Linked DNA regions of Ovis aries: region 2 is linked to region 1. Evidence: chromatin contacts called from public Hi-C data. All regions are on one chromosome and are shown on one strand. The core of a region is the stretch at or near the end of the contact, and the rest is flanking DNA. Distances in the headings are between cores, read along the strand shown.

What was found. A called contact is a pair of places that touch in the nucleus more often than the background predicts.
Region 2: a Hi-C map of blood shows a contact between it and region 1, with 5 times the contacts expected there. The contact joins the enhancer-like site here to the promoter of MCTP2 in region 1. A contact is called at or near these places in 3 of 16 Hi-C or Micro-C datasets (all in blood).

Annotation. Positions count from the first base shown.
Region 1 is chr18:12,265,193-12,272,140 of ARS-UI_Ramb_v3.0, forward strand. MCTP2 (multiple C2 and transmembrane domain containing 2) reads right to left here and starts at 4,493. Exons shown (of 22, transcript XM_060401994.1): 1 at 4,437-4,493.
Region 2 is chr18:12,314,349-12,322,007 of ARS-UI_Ramb_v3.0, forward strand. No RefSeq gene overlaps it. Among named protein-coding and RNA genes, the nearest start is that of MCTP2, 48 kb to the left of the region's middle. Within about 2 kb of position 2,288, at least 3 of the 54 cell types and tissues checked have an H3K27ac peak or open chromatin away from gene starts, as enhancers often do.

The sequences.
Region 1 (6,948 bases), core at 3,243-5,742:
AGGCAGATTCTTATCATCTGAGCCACCAGGGAAGCCCCCAACCTCGTCAAAAAAAAAAAAAAAAAAAAGAATCCAAATAAATAAATTTAAATAAATTACTGGAGTGATAATAGCTCTCAGGTGGTGGTTGTTGTTGAGTCGCTCAGTCGTGTCCAACTCTCTGCGATTGGGGGTTGCATTGATGATTAAAGGAATTAATATTTCTTATCACAATGCCTGGCATAATCTAAGTGCTCTATCAATATAACTATATTACAATAATAATATATAAACCTTAGCACTAATCTCACTCCTCTCATCTTCCCAAGGGATTCTATGCCCTACCAGTTCTCTTAAACACTAAAAGCAATGGTTTTCAAACTTTATAGCATGCGCCTGAAGCTTCTGGAAGGCTTCTTAAAACACAGACTGCTGTGCCATAAACACAGAGCTTCTGATTCAAGTGGCCTGGGATAGGGCCTGAGAACATGCATTTTTAACAAGTTCATTGCAGGTACATGGGTGCGGGTGCTGCTGGCCTGGGAACACTTGTGGAAAAATACTGACTACCGGGCTTCTCTGCATCAGTGGAGGACGGTGTGCGGGTCCAAACTTCCAGGGCTTCCAACGGCCGTCATCCCATACACTCTTCCATCTCAGCATCTCCACCCATGATTCCAAACTCAGCTCAAGCATCAGGACCTCGGAACTGGCACCAACACCATACTGTCACCAATGAAATAAGCTCCAGGAGACCAGGAGCTCCCCGGCAATCAGAACCTTAGTGCATGGGACACAGAAAACCTTCACTAAATGGCGCCAACACTCAAAGGCATACCTGGAGAACCAACTGAAGCGGAACCAATGGGAGCTTCCTCTCACAACTATTCACTGGGAAGGACGGGCCCTGAGACCACAATGAGCCCACGATCCCTCCCACACCAACCAGCAGCTTCTCTGCTCAGTGGACCATTAATTCTTTGCCTCCAACCACAACAGGTGCTCTCACACTTTGAAGGTGAGAGAGCTTCAATTTCTGGTCTCTCACTGGCATAGGCAGCACCCCCTACCCCGCCTCTGCACCAAAAGCTTCAAGCCTCTCATTAGGAGATGCTGGGTGTTCTCAGGGACAAGGGTGCAATCAGGAAGCATTTTTATGTAAGCCTTTTCTGGTAAATGGCCCCAAAAGATCTCAGTAGGAACAAGAAAGCAATCACCAGCAAATAGTTGTAATTTTTTTCCGTTCTAGGTAAGCATTCACTTTCATAGCTAATTTGGTATTATTTTTCTTAATGACGATCCCCTTACTGTCTACCTTTCAAGTATCACAAAATCTGGAACTGCCCCTTTCACATCCCATGCACACGCTTCTCCTTGGCCCTTTGGCTGTTCTGTGAATTTCTCCAAAACATCGTCCATCCTGCCCCTTCCTTACAGCATCTTAACCAAGCCAACCACACTTTTATAAACACCAGCCAGGAAGGACTTCAAATGCTTTTAAGAAGTTCAAGGTGTCTTGTCAATTTCTCTATACAAGGAAGATGAGGTGGGGGCGAAATGTGCCAAACACAATCTAGGCAGAATATTTACCTGATCCTCTCAACACAAGCAAAAAGCCTTTCTTCAACAGAAAACACTTTCTTCTACACCTAAAGATAATTTCAACATGAAACCCCTCAATTTTCTTAGGTAATTACCAGCAATTGCAAGGAAGGTTTTAAGAAGCCAAGTGCTCTCCATGTCAGAAGATAGTATTTAAAATTCTAAGTACTATTTTCATTCTCATCCTAAACAGTATAATAACTTTAATTTGAAAATCACTTGTGCGGTTTACATGCACTAAAGAAATCATCCATTGAGCTGTTATGGATCATTCACGCAAAAGGCTAAATTGGTATTTTAGGATTCTCTCCTAAATAAGCATGTTGGAGTCTCTATACTTCTAGAGAGACATTTAAGGAAAAATAGATACACCTTTTAAAATAAATATTATATACATTCAGCTATGGTTATAGATTTATACATACACACAAAGTCCTTTCTAGGTGGCAACAGTGACCTCTATTTACCTGTAAACTATGGGTAGAAATCAAGACGAAATACATTAAAGCATATGAACAATATGAAAATTAGCTGATACTTCAATATGCAATACACACAGGATATATATAAAGTTTTACTAATTTGCCCAACTTGGCTATATTGTAAAGTTGCTCAGTCGTGTCCGACTCTTTGTGACCCCATGGACTATAGCCCATCAGGCTTCTCCATCCATGGAATTTTCCAGGCATGAGTACTGGAGTAGGGTGCAATTTCCTTCTCCAGGGGGTCTTCCCAACCCAGGGGTTGAACCCGGGTTTCCCGCATTTCGGGCAGATGCTTAACCATCTGAGCCACCAGGGAGTCTCCTTAAAAATATCTTAAGGAAGACACGTAATAAATGTTCTGTTTTTTAAAATACTGTTCATCTTGTCCCAGATTGGTCTCAGTTTAAGAACCCAAAGAGAATGAAAATAATATTCATTTTATTCACAATGCCTTTCCCAGGTGACTCAGTGGCAAAGAATCCACCTGGCAAGCAGGAGACTTAGAGTTTGATCCCTCGGTTGGGAAGATCCCCTGGAAAAGGAAATGGCAACCCACTCCAGTATTCTCGCCTGGGAAATCCCACGGGCAGAGGAGCCTGGTGGGCTACAGTCCATGGAGTCGCAGAGCTGGTCACTACGTAGCAACTAAATGACAACTATAGCTCTCAAGATGTGTAAATCTGAATTCTCATTTCTATTAAATCTGCAGATTTACACTGTCTCACAGAAACTTGGAATAGTGAAAAAGCATGGATTCTGAACTAAGAAATATCCACACTCAACTCCCAGGTCCACCAGTTCCTATGAACAAATTCCTGCATCTTCCCCTGCCTTAGTTTCTCATTTATTCAGAATAACATCCCCTTGGTGAATATTAAGCAACATTTTAAGGAAAGTGACTAGCATGGTGCTTGGTATAGAGCTGACTTTTCTTGAGAGTCCTTTGGACGGTAAGGAGATCAAACAGGTCAGTCCTAAAGGAAATCAACTCTGAACATCCACTGGAAGGACTGATCCTGAAGCGCCAATACTTTGGCCACCGTATGCGAAGAGTTGACTCATTGGAAAAGATCCTGATGCTGGGAAAGGCTAAGGGCTGGAGGAGAAGGCGGCAGCAGAGGACAAGATGGCTGGATGGCATCAAAGCCTCAATGAACATGAGTTTTAGCAAACTCCAGGAGATAGTGGAGAACAGAGGAGCCTGGTGTTGCTGTCGGTAGAGTTGCAAAGAATCAGACTCAACTTCGCAACTGAACAACAAAACTAACCTTATTTTAAGTATGGTTTGGAAAATCCTTGCCACTTGGATGTGACCAGGCTAACGATAAATATCCTCTAAAGATTTTTATTTTCCCTATATTTAAAATGCTTATCACCAAAGATCAAACAGGTGCCGCAAAAACAAAAGCACAATGTGCCACTGCTATCTAAACATCCACCTGCGAGAAAGGACTGCCCCAAAATTCCCTTTTGTATCCACACCTGTGCTACCGCACAGCACACCAGCCTGTGTGCTCTCCTAGAGGTTCCCCCCTTGGCAGACGTGCACCTAACATCAGTTAAGTTGAAATGCTGCTGATCCAAGCAAAAAGTGATTGCTAATGGGAATTGTAAACCACAGACCTGTTTGTGATTTGGTGCGTCGGTGAAGCAGGTTTTCTAGAGTCCCCAGGTTCACCGCGAGGCTTTTCGGTAACTCGAAGTGTCCGATGCAGATGAAATTTCTAGAGCAGGCTCGGTAAGCACCGAGGCACGGGTAAAACCCACACATACCGCACACAAGTTGCTTCAGACGCTCTAATCCACTTCGCGGAAACTCACCCAGATTTACCCGCCATCAACGCACCATTTGCTTAACAAATGGACAGTGCGCTAGGGAACTAATTGCTGAAGCAATTGCCTCTCGAGTTCGCCACCACTACCGCCGATTTTTTTTTTTTTTAATGTTACCAGACACTCTGAAACCTATACACAATTATCAGTGGGCTCTCTGCGCAAGGAACCCAAGCGAATTCGCCGGGTTTCCACGAAGGGGGCGCATCCAATTCCGCCCAAATGAGGGACTGGCCTCTGCAGAAAGGAGTACCCAAGGAGACCAAACGTAGGTCCTTCAAAATGCGAAGAGATCCCGGGGCAGGCCCCGGTGCGCTCTCCCGCACCCCGATGCTCGGCGTACCTTTCTGACTCCTGAACCGGCAGCTCCACTGGCTTCCCTTCCCGGCCGCTCAGGATCCCGGGTTCTGTTGGCAGCGGACACCTCTGCCCTCCTCGCAAGAGCAAGGAGCAGCCCGGGTGCCCCGCTGGCCCGCGCGGCTTCCCGTCAGAGGCCGCGTCCCGGGAGCTGCAGAAAGGCTGGCGCGAGCCCCTTACCTGCGCGGACCCCGCCTTCGGGGCTGCTGCCGCCGCCACTCGCGAGCTCCGAGAGCCGCCGGGACGCGGCGGGCCCGGGCATCGCGGAGGGCAGCGCGACTTCCTCGGCCCCGCCTCCCGCCGGCCCCGCCTCCGCGCCCCGCCCCCGCCGGCCCCGCCGGCCCCGCCTCCGGAGCTGGGAGGCGGCCGCGCACCGCCCTGGAGCCCGGGTCCCGGCGTCTCCGCGCCAGGAGCCGGGCGGAGGGGCGCCGCGGGCTGCGGGGAGGAAGCTCCGCCGCTGGCTTCTGGCTCGGTGAAGAGGAAGCGGTTACGTTTATCTCCTTCGTCTGAGTTGATGCACAGGAAAAAGATGTGTCCAAAAAGTCTGGCTAAGGGAGTTGAGATTCCTCGCGTTGTAGTGCAGGGTAAGAACAAAGTGTGGGCCAGTGTGGCTGGCAAACGTCTAATTGCTTAATCGCTTGTCTCGCTGACGCGCACACCGTTTCTCTCCCTAAATGGCTCAGACGGTAAAGAATCCGCCTGCAATGCAGGAGACCTGGGTTAGATCCCTGGGTTGGGAAGATCCCCCGGAGGAGGGCTTGGCAACCCTCTCCAGTATCTTTGCCTGGAGAATCGCATGGACAGAAGAGTCTGGTGGGCTACAGTCCGTAGGGTCGCAGAGAGTCGGACACAACTGAGCGACTAAGCAGCAGCGGCAAAGGTTCAGTGCGAGGGGAGCCGCCTCCATTTTTACGACGCAGACCCTAAGAGGTGCTGGAGGCCAGCGTCCCATGAAACCCGTGCCACGTGCGCGCGATTGATGGTGGAAATCGGCCAACCAAACACACGGAACTCCCGTTTCTCATCTTTAAAGAGGTGACATTCTCGAGCTGCTGGAACACTCAAGAGTCTCTTAAAGATCCCTAAGTGCGATGACTGACACTAAGACTTTCAGTAAACATTTGCTTTTGTTCCTTACCCGTGAGTTTTTTCTACTTCTTCCTTTTTCTTTTCCTCCTGCTCTAATCTTGCACTGTGTTTACTCTTTATCTCTGCCCTGTCACTTTCTCTCCTTATTAAACCTTCATCTACTGGGCTCCGAGTCTGTGCCCTGCAAGGCGCTGGGTGCTTAGCAGATGCTCTGTAAGATTCCTGCCCGCTGGGAGGTCGGGAATTCACAACACACCCCACCACCCACAGGAAAATAGCTTTGAAATTAGATACAAGAGAGTTAAACACGCTAAACTGGTTGTCAGACCGACCTGGCATTTATTAGGTTGTTGTGGATCTGTGAGCTGGTGAGGAGTGTAATTGATGTAATTGGTGGCTTAGAAGAGCTCCACTGAGGCTGAAGTCAGAATGACCTCACATCCAATCCTGGCTTGGCAACTGGCTGTGTAAGCAGTAACTTCACTTAAAGTCTGAAATTCAACTCTCCCTTTGAAAGAGAGAGAGAGAGAGAGAGAGAAAAAAAAAAAAAAAAACCGCCTGGAATTAATGTAATAAACTTGCATAGATTCTGAGCAATGATTCATTTATATAAAGTACTTAGCATAGTGTTCTAGCCTATGTTTAGCACTTAAGAGAGGTTAGGTGATGATAAGAGTAGGGTAGGAAATGGAGGCTGGGGAGATAAAAAGTTAGAAAACGTGAAAACTTAGGAGGAAATATTAGGAGTGCTGCCATCATGGTGAAAAGCACACTTCTCAATAACAGCTACTGGTGATGAGCAAAACTGATGACCAGTTTCTAGCTTGGCATGAAACACGTGATCATGTTTAATGCTCACAAACCTGAGAGAAAGTTCATAGCATCCCTCAGGTAAGATGAGGAAAGTTAACCTCAGAACCATGAAATAACCAGCCTGAAGGAATGAATCAAGTGAGGAGTTGGACTCAGAGAAACCTGAGGTAGGGGTCAAACCTGGGCTTTTCCCCACTGTTTTCCATGCAGCTACCACCCTACCTGTGAGAGCCCAGGAAACGGAAAATGACATAGAAAAGGAAGAGGCACCCTGGGTAGGAGAAATAGCAGCCACACCTTTATTTTTATTTTATTTTTTTTTTGCAGCCACACCTTTAAAGGAGACTGAGGATACAACCGAGTTAAAATAGTAAATGAACCCACACAAAAAGCTTTTTGCTTCTAAAACGCCTGCCGCAGTGGAATTCCTGTTCTGTGGTTCCTGTAGCCTAACCACAAGTTGACAATGACTAACAGCATTTTTCAATCATTAAATGCTAACAGAAAGTGAAGCGTCGGAAGATCATAGAAATCTAAGGTCGTGTCTCTTCTCTCTCACCACAGTACCTACCCTCTTCTGTCCATCTTCCTTGAGTTTTTGGTTTTTAATTGCCCATACATGTCATCTGCCTCTTTCTAATATATTTCACCCAGTGAATAAATACTGGTATTGTTCTAACAGTATAACTTCACTGCATAACCACAAGCAGCACTTAGGACTGCCGCTGGACTCATACAGTGGCTGACTTCCATACACTGTTGTTACAATGACTTGCTTGATTTAAAAAGG
Region 2 (7,659 bases), core at 1,038-3,537, 47 kb after region 1:
AGCTAACTTCCTTATTTTTGTCTCTTTCCATCAAGATTGCATATGCATTTATAATGTTGACTGAAAAAAAAGTACAACCTAAAAGTTTGAGAATTATGTTTTATTTGTTTTATTCCTCAGACAAAACTATGGACATGAGTCTGGGACATTCTGAAGAGGTAAGCGTGGAGCCAGGATATATATGTGTGTGTATATATATATATATACATATATATACACATATATATAACCATTTTTGCAGCAAAAATCAGGTAGTCAGAACATCTTAACATGTTAATCATGAAATCATTCCTTTGGTAGCACCTCAACTATCTGGGGCCAGTATCCTGCGTTTTTCCCATTGTGAGTCTCTCTGGAGTGTGCCCTTGGGGGCGGTGCCACGGCTGACAGCGTGACACCAGACATCCTGTTTCTGCCCTGAGTTCCTTCAGGGCTCACGGTCAGGCCACTGCAATGTGATAACCTGAGGGCTGCAACGTCTTTTGTGTCCTGATATGGCGGGGGATTTTTTTTTTTTCACTGACGGTCATTATTTTGTGGTTTTCAATATATCAGAATCACCTTACTTATATTTTCCTTTGTTGTGCAGAAGCTTTTAATTTTAATTAGATCCCATTTGTTTATTTTTGCTTTTATTTCCAGAATTCTGGGAGGTGGATCATAGAGGATCCTGCTGTGATTTATGTCAGAGAGTGTTTTGCCTATGTTCTCCTCTAGGAGTTTTATAGTTTCTGGTCTTACATTTAGATCTTTAATCCATTTTGAGTTTATTTTTGTGTGTGGTGTTAGAAAGTGATCTAGTTTCATTCTTTTACAAGTGGTTGACCAGTTTTCCCAGCACCACCTGTATGCAAGACAGCAAAAGAGACACAGATGTGTAGAGCGGACTATTGGACTCAGAGCGAGAGGGAGAGGGTGGGATGATTTGGGAGAATGGCATTGAAACATGTATACTATCATGTAAGAAATGAATCGCCAGTCTATGTCCGATGCAGGATACAGCATGCTTGGGGCTGGTGCACGGGGATGACCCAGAGAGATGTTATGGGGAGGGAGGTGGGAGGGAGGTTCATGTTTGAGAACGCATGTACACCCGTGGCGGATTCATGTCAATGTATGGCAAAACCAACACAGTATTGTAAAGTAAAATACAGTAAAAATAAAAATTAAAAAATATATATCAGAATCAAATTGCTACAAAACCAAAACGAAAGGAATAGATATTAGCCAGGGGCCTTGGGACTGGAACGTGATTAAAAAGGAGAGATTTTATTGACTTGGTCTGGGGAGCAGAATACTTTCAGTTGTACGAAGATGAGTTGGTTTTAAGTAGGCAGAGGCCTTTTGCCTTTGTGTGCTTTGTTTTGCTTTTGTTTGTGAACTGCAGGTCTGCAAAGTGGTAAGGTGACGTGCGGTGGACGTGTTTCTCTTCTCTCGGCTACTCGTGGCTGTAAGAGCCTCACGTTTGGAGGGAATTTTTCACCCTGGGTGTCCTGGTAAGACACTGAGTGTGCCCCAGCTCTGAGTGCTGAAGCAGAAGACTCAAGTACGTTGAAAGTCCCGGCAGTGAGGGAGTGAGGTGATGGAGGTTTAGCCAATGAGACACCTGCCACCAGGCTTCTGAGTCACGGGACAAGAGTTGGGGGTTTCCGTTTTGAGTTGTCAGCAAGTGTGGAAGGATGACACCTGTGCTGTTAGCCTGAGTGTCCAGCGGCAGCCGCGCCAGTAGTGGCAGTCTAATCTGAGTTCATTCTGTGGTGTGAAGTCACATGTCTTTTTTGAAACCAATCTCCCTTGGCTCAATCCTTTTCTGAGCCTGGGTATCTGATCTTCCTGTGAATTTTGATAGTTACCCCCAATTCTTCCAAATACACTGCTGTTTGCATAAGTTAGCTAATTTTTTGCTGTTGGTTTTAGCAATATGTTTGGCTCATAAATTCTCCTTTAACACTTATCCTCACATCTTTCTTTCCTACTGTGGTTGTGGTTACTGTTTAGTTGCTGAGTCATCTCTGACTCTTTCGACCCCATGGACTGACGCCCTCCAGGCTCCTCTGTCCATGGGATGTCCCAGGCAAGAACAGTGGAGTAGGTTGCCATTTTCACAAGAGTCAGACACGACGGAGCAACTAAGCCTTTCACTTTCATTTTTCTGCCTCTTTGGCCTCATTCCTCTGTCATCACCACCTCCTCATCCTTCCTGTTTGCATCCAGCTCAGGAACTTCCTTATTTATTGACTTGTATATATCATCTAAAGCACCTGTTGCAAATGTGATGACTGAGGCTAACTGCAGCCATACTCCACGGCTCAGCCCAAGACTGGCTGTTCCTCTGTCTCAGCTCCATCTGAAACCCTTCTGTCTCATCAAGATGGCTCTATCTCTGGACCCAAGCTCTCATCTTTGTATTTCAGCATAGGTTCCATCCTTTCTACAAATATTCACTGTATCATTATTACTCTAATCCATCTGTACTGAAGTCTCAGAAGCACCTTTGGTGCATTCCGAAAGCCCACCAATCTTCACCTTCAACATTGCTCCCCTGCTTCTTCCTTTTCATCTCTCTATCCTTCTTCGTCTTCATTTGACATTAGGATAATTTCTAAAATAATTATATCTTTTCTTCTGATGAACTTTGCTCTAATTTTTCTTTCTCAAGGCAATAAAGATTCATGATCAAAAACATAATGACCATGATATGAATATTTAACAGTTAGGTACTCATTTACCTTAAGATAAACTCTATCCTTGTTCAAATTCTCATCATGTTATTCCGGCATGAATTACTTTGTGGGAAGCTTATTACTAAGCAGTGAGTGTGAATAGACTATCTCATTGATATTATTAGGCATTGTAGAGGGATTTTGGGGAAGATAAGGAGGCCAACATTTTGTACTATAGAGGACTTTGTTTTATTCCGAGTCAACGGATAAGATAGTCCCCCATAGCTATGAAATTGGATTTTAGAACTGGAAAGGACCTTAAAGGTTATTTAGATCAATTTCTTCAATAAGGAAGAAAAATGAAACCAAAAAAAAGGTAAAGTTATCTGTCAAAAACAGAGCTAATATTTAACTCCCCACCACTTCCCTCCCATTCCTTTATTTTTATTGTTAAAATTGTGGTTAAAAAACGCATAGCATAAAATGAACCATGTTATCTATTTTTTGTCTGCTTCACTTTTTAAATTTTTTGTTTCTGTTTATTTTTAATTGAGTAAAAGATGCTTTAAATTCTATCGTAACTTACAATTTTTAAAAGTTGCAACATAATTTATACAATCCCATAATAACCCTTCTTTTTCCCCTTCCCCCTGTTTTTTCCCTGCCCCCTTCCCTCTCCCCACGGGTAACCACTAGTTTGTTCTCTATGTCTGTGAGTCTGCTTTTTTTTGTTTTATTCACTAGTTGGTTGTATATTTTATTTCCCACATACAAGTGATATCTGCTTGATATCCTCATATCTGTCTTTCTCTGCCTGACTTATTTCACTTAGTATAATGTCCTCCAAGAGTATCCATGTTGCTGAAAATGCAAAATGTCATTCTTTTTCCATTCAGTCTGAGTAGTATTTCATTGTGTATACATATATATATATATGTATATATATATATATATATCACATTTTTTTCGCCTATTCATCTGTTGATGGACACTTAGGTTGATTCTGTACCTTGGGAATTGTAAATGCTGCTATAAACATTGAAGTACATGCATCTTTTCAAATTAGTGTTTTTTGTTTCTTTCAGATATCTACCCAGGAGTGGAATTCTTGGAACAAAGAGTAGTTCTATTTTTTATTTTTTGAGAAACCTCCATGCTGTTTTCCACATTGACTGCCCCAGTTCCCATTCTCATCAACGATGTATGAGGATTCCCTTTCCTGCACCTCCTACCAGCATTTGCTATTTGTGTTCTTTTTGATGATAGCCATTCCGACTGGTGTGAGGTGGTATCTTGTGGTTTTGATTTGCACTTTACTGACGATCAGTGTTATTGAACACCTTTTCACATGCCTGTTGTCCAGCTGCATTTCCTTTTTGGAAAAATGTCATTCAATTCTGCCCATTTTTTTGGTTGAGTTGTTTGTTTTTTGGTGTTTTTGGTATTGAGTTATGTGACCTGTTTATATTTGTTGGATATAATCCTTTATTCACCAAATCACTTGCAAATATTTCTCCTTTTTGGTAGGTTTTTTTCCTTTGCTCTGCAAAATCTGTTAAGTTTAATTAAATTCCATTTGTTTATTTATGCTTTTGTTTCCTTTACCTTCGGACATGGATCAAAAATGATACTGCTGTGATTTATGCCAAAAACCGTTCTGCTTATGGTTTCCTCTAGTTTTACAGTAGCTAGTCTTACGTTTAGGTCTTTAATCCATTTTTAGCTTATTTTTGTACATGGTGTTAGAGAATGTTCTAGTTTCACTCTTCTACATGCATCTGTCCAATTTTTCCAGCACCCCTGGGACTGAAAGGAAAAGGCTGTCTTTTCTCCATTATATTCTTGCTTCCTTTTGTTGTATACTAATTGACCATAAGTGTGTTGGTTTATTTCTGGGCTATTTCTGTTCCACTGATCTGTGTATCTGTTTTTTCTTGCCAATACCATATCATTTTGATTACTGTAGCTTTGTAGTACAGACTAAAAGTCAGGGAGACAGTGATTCTTCCAACTCTGTTCTTCTTGTTTTGGGTATTTGGGTTTTTTTTAATATTTCCACACAAATTTTAAAATTCTTTCCTCTAGTTCTGTGAAAAATGCCATTGGTATATTGATAAGGATTGCGTTAGTCTGTAGATTGCTTGGGCTTCCCAGGTGGTGCTAGTGGTAAAGACCCTGCCTGCCAGTGCAGGAGAAATGTGCTTTGGGTAATATGGTCATTTTGACAATATCGATTCTTCCCACCCAAGAACACAGTATTTCTTTCCAGGTTTGCGTCATCTTCAAGTTCTTCCATCAGTGTCCTACAGTTTGCTGAGTAGTGATCTTTTGCCTCTTTAGGTAGATTTATTCCTAGGTATTCTATTCTTTTCCAGTCAATGATAAATGGAATTGTTTCTTTATTTTTGACTGGTGTTGTTAATGTATTGAAATGCAACAGATTCCTGGGTATTAATTTTATATCCTGCAACTTTACCAGATTCATTGCTGAGCTCTAGTAGTTTCTGGGGGTGTCTCTAGGATTTCCTATGAATAGTATCATGTCATTTGCAAACTGTGACAGTTTTATTTCTGCCTTTCCAATTTGGATTCCTTTTATTTGTTTTTCTTCTCTGACTGCTGTGGCTAGGATTTCCAGAACTATTGCATAAAAATGGTGACAGTTAGCATCCCTGTCTTATTCCTGATCTTAGAGGAAATACTCTCACCTTTTCACCATTGAGCATGATGTTAGCTGTAGGTTTCTTGTATATGGCTCTTATTATATTATGTTCCCTCTATGCCCTCTTTCTTGAGTCTTTTTTTATCATAAATAAATGTTGAACTTTATCAAAAGCTTTTTCTGCATTTATTGAGATGCTCATATGGTATTTATTCTTCAGTTTACTGATGTGATATATCAAATTGGTTTATTTGTGGATGTTGAAAAATTCTTGCATCCCTGGAATAAATTCTGCTTGATCATAGGGTGTGATTGTATAGAGCTTCTCCATCTTTGGCTGCAAAGAATATAATCAATCTGATTTTGGTGTTGACCATCTGGTGATGTCCATGTGTAGAGTCTTCTCTTGTGTTGTTGGAAGAGAGTGTTTGCTATGACCAGTGCATTTTCTCGGCGAAACTCTATTAGTCTTTGCCCTGCTTCATTCTGCATTCCAAGGCCGAATTTGCCTGTTACTCCAGGTGTTTCTTGACTTCCTACTTTTGCATTCCAGTCCCCTATAATGAAAAGGACACCAAAATCAGATTGATTATATTCTTTGCAGCCAAATATGGAGAAGCTTCTCCATCTATACAGTCAACAAAAACAAGACAAGGAGCTGACTATGGCTCAGATCATGAACTTCTTATTACCAAATTCAGACTCAAATTGAGGAAAGCAGGGAAAACCGCTAGATCATTCAGGTATGACCTAAATCAAATCCCTTATGATTATACAGTGGAAGTGAGAAATAGATTTAAGGGCCTAGATCTGATAGATAGAGTGCCTGATGAACTATGGAATGAGGTTCATACATTGTACAGAAGACAGAGATCAAGACCATCCCCATGGAAATGAAATGCAAAAAGCAAAATGGCTGTCTGGGGAAGCCTTACAAATAGCTGTGAAAAGAAGAGAAGCAAAAAGCAAAGGAGAAAAGGAAAGATATAAGCATCTGAATACAGAGTTCCAAAGAATAGCAAGGAGAGATAAGAAAGCCTTCTTCAGTGATCAATGCAAAGAAATAGAGGAAAACAACAGAATGGGAAAGACTAGAGATCTCTTCAAGAAAATTAGAGATACCAAGGGAACATTTCATGCAAAGATGGGCTCAATAAAGGACAGAAATCGTATGGACCTAACAGAAGCAGAAGATATAAAGAAGAGGTGGCAAGAATGCACAGAAGAACTGTACAAAAAAGATCTTCACGACCCAGATAATCACAATGGTGTGATCACTCATCTAGAGCCAGACATCCTGGAATGTGAAGTCAAGTGGGCCTTAGAAAGTATCACTACGAACAAAGCTAGTGGAGGTGATGGAATTCCAGTTGAGCTGTTTCAAATCCTGAAAGATGATGGTGTGAAAGTGCTGCATTCAATATGCCAGCAAATTTGGAAAATTCAGCAGTGGCCACAGGGCTGGAAAAGGTCAGTTTTCATTCGGATTCCAAAGAAAGGCAATGCCAAAGAATGCTCAAACTACTGCACAATTGCACTCATCTCACATGCTAGTAAAGTAATGCTCAAAATTCTCCAAGCCAGGCTTCAGCAATACATGAATCGTGAACTTCCTGATGTTCAAGCTGGTTTTAGGAAAGGCAGAGGAACCAGAGATCAAATTGCCAACATCTGCCCGATCATGGAAAAAGCGAGAGTTCTAGAAAAACATCTATTTCTGCTTTATTGACTATATCAAAGCCTTTGTGTGGATCACAATAACCTATGGAAAATTCTTCAAGAGATGGGAATACAGACCACCTGACCTGCCTCTTGAGAAACCAATGTGCAGGTCAGGAAACAACAATTAGAACTGGACATGGAACAACAGACTGGTTCCAAATAGGAAAAGGAGTGCGTCAAGGCTGTATATTGTCATCCTGCTTATTTAACTTATATGCAGGGTACATCATGAGAAACGTTGGACTGGAAGAAACACAAGCTGGAATCAAGATTGCCAGGAAAAATATCAATAACCTCAGATATGCAGATGACACCACCCTTATGGCAGAAAGTGAAGAGGAAGTAAAAAGCCTCTTGATGAAAGTGAAAGAAGAGAGTGAAAAAATTGGCTTAAAGCTCAACATTCAGAAAACGAAGATCATGGCATCCAGTCCCATCATTTCATGGGAAATAGATGGGGAAACCGTGGAAACAGTGTCAGACTTTATTTTTCTGGGCTCGAAAATCACTGCAGATGGTGATTGCAGTCATGAAATTAAAAGACGCTTACTCCTTGGAAGAAAAGTTATGACCAACCTAGATAGCATATTCAAAAGCAGAGACATTACTCTG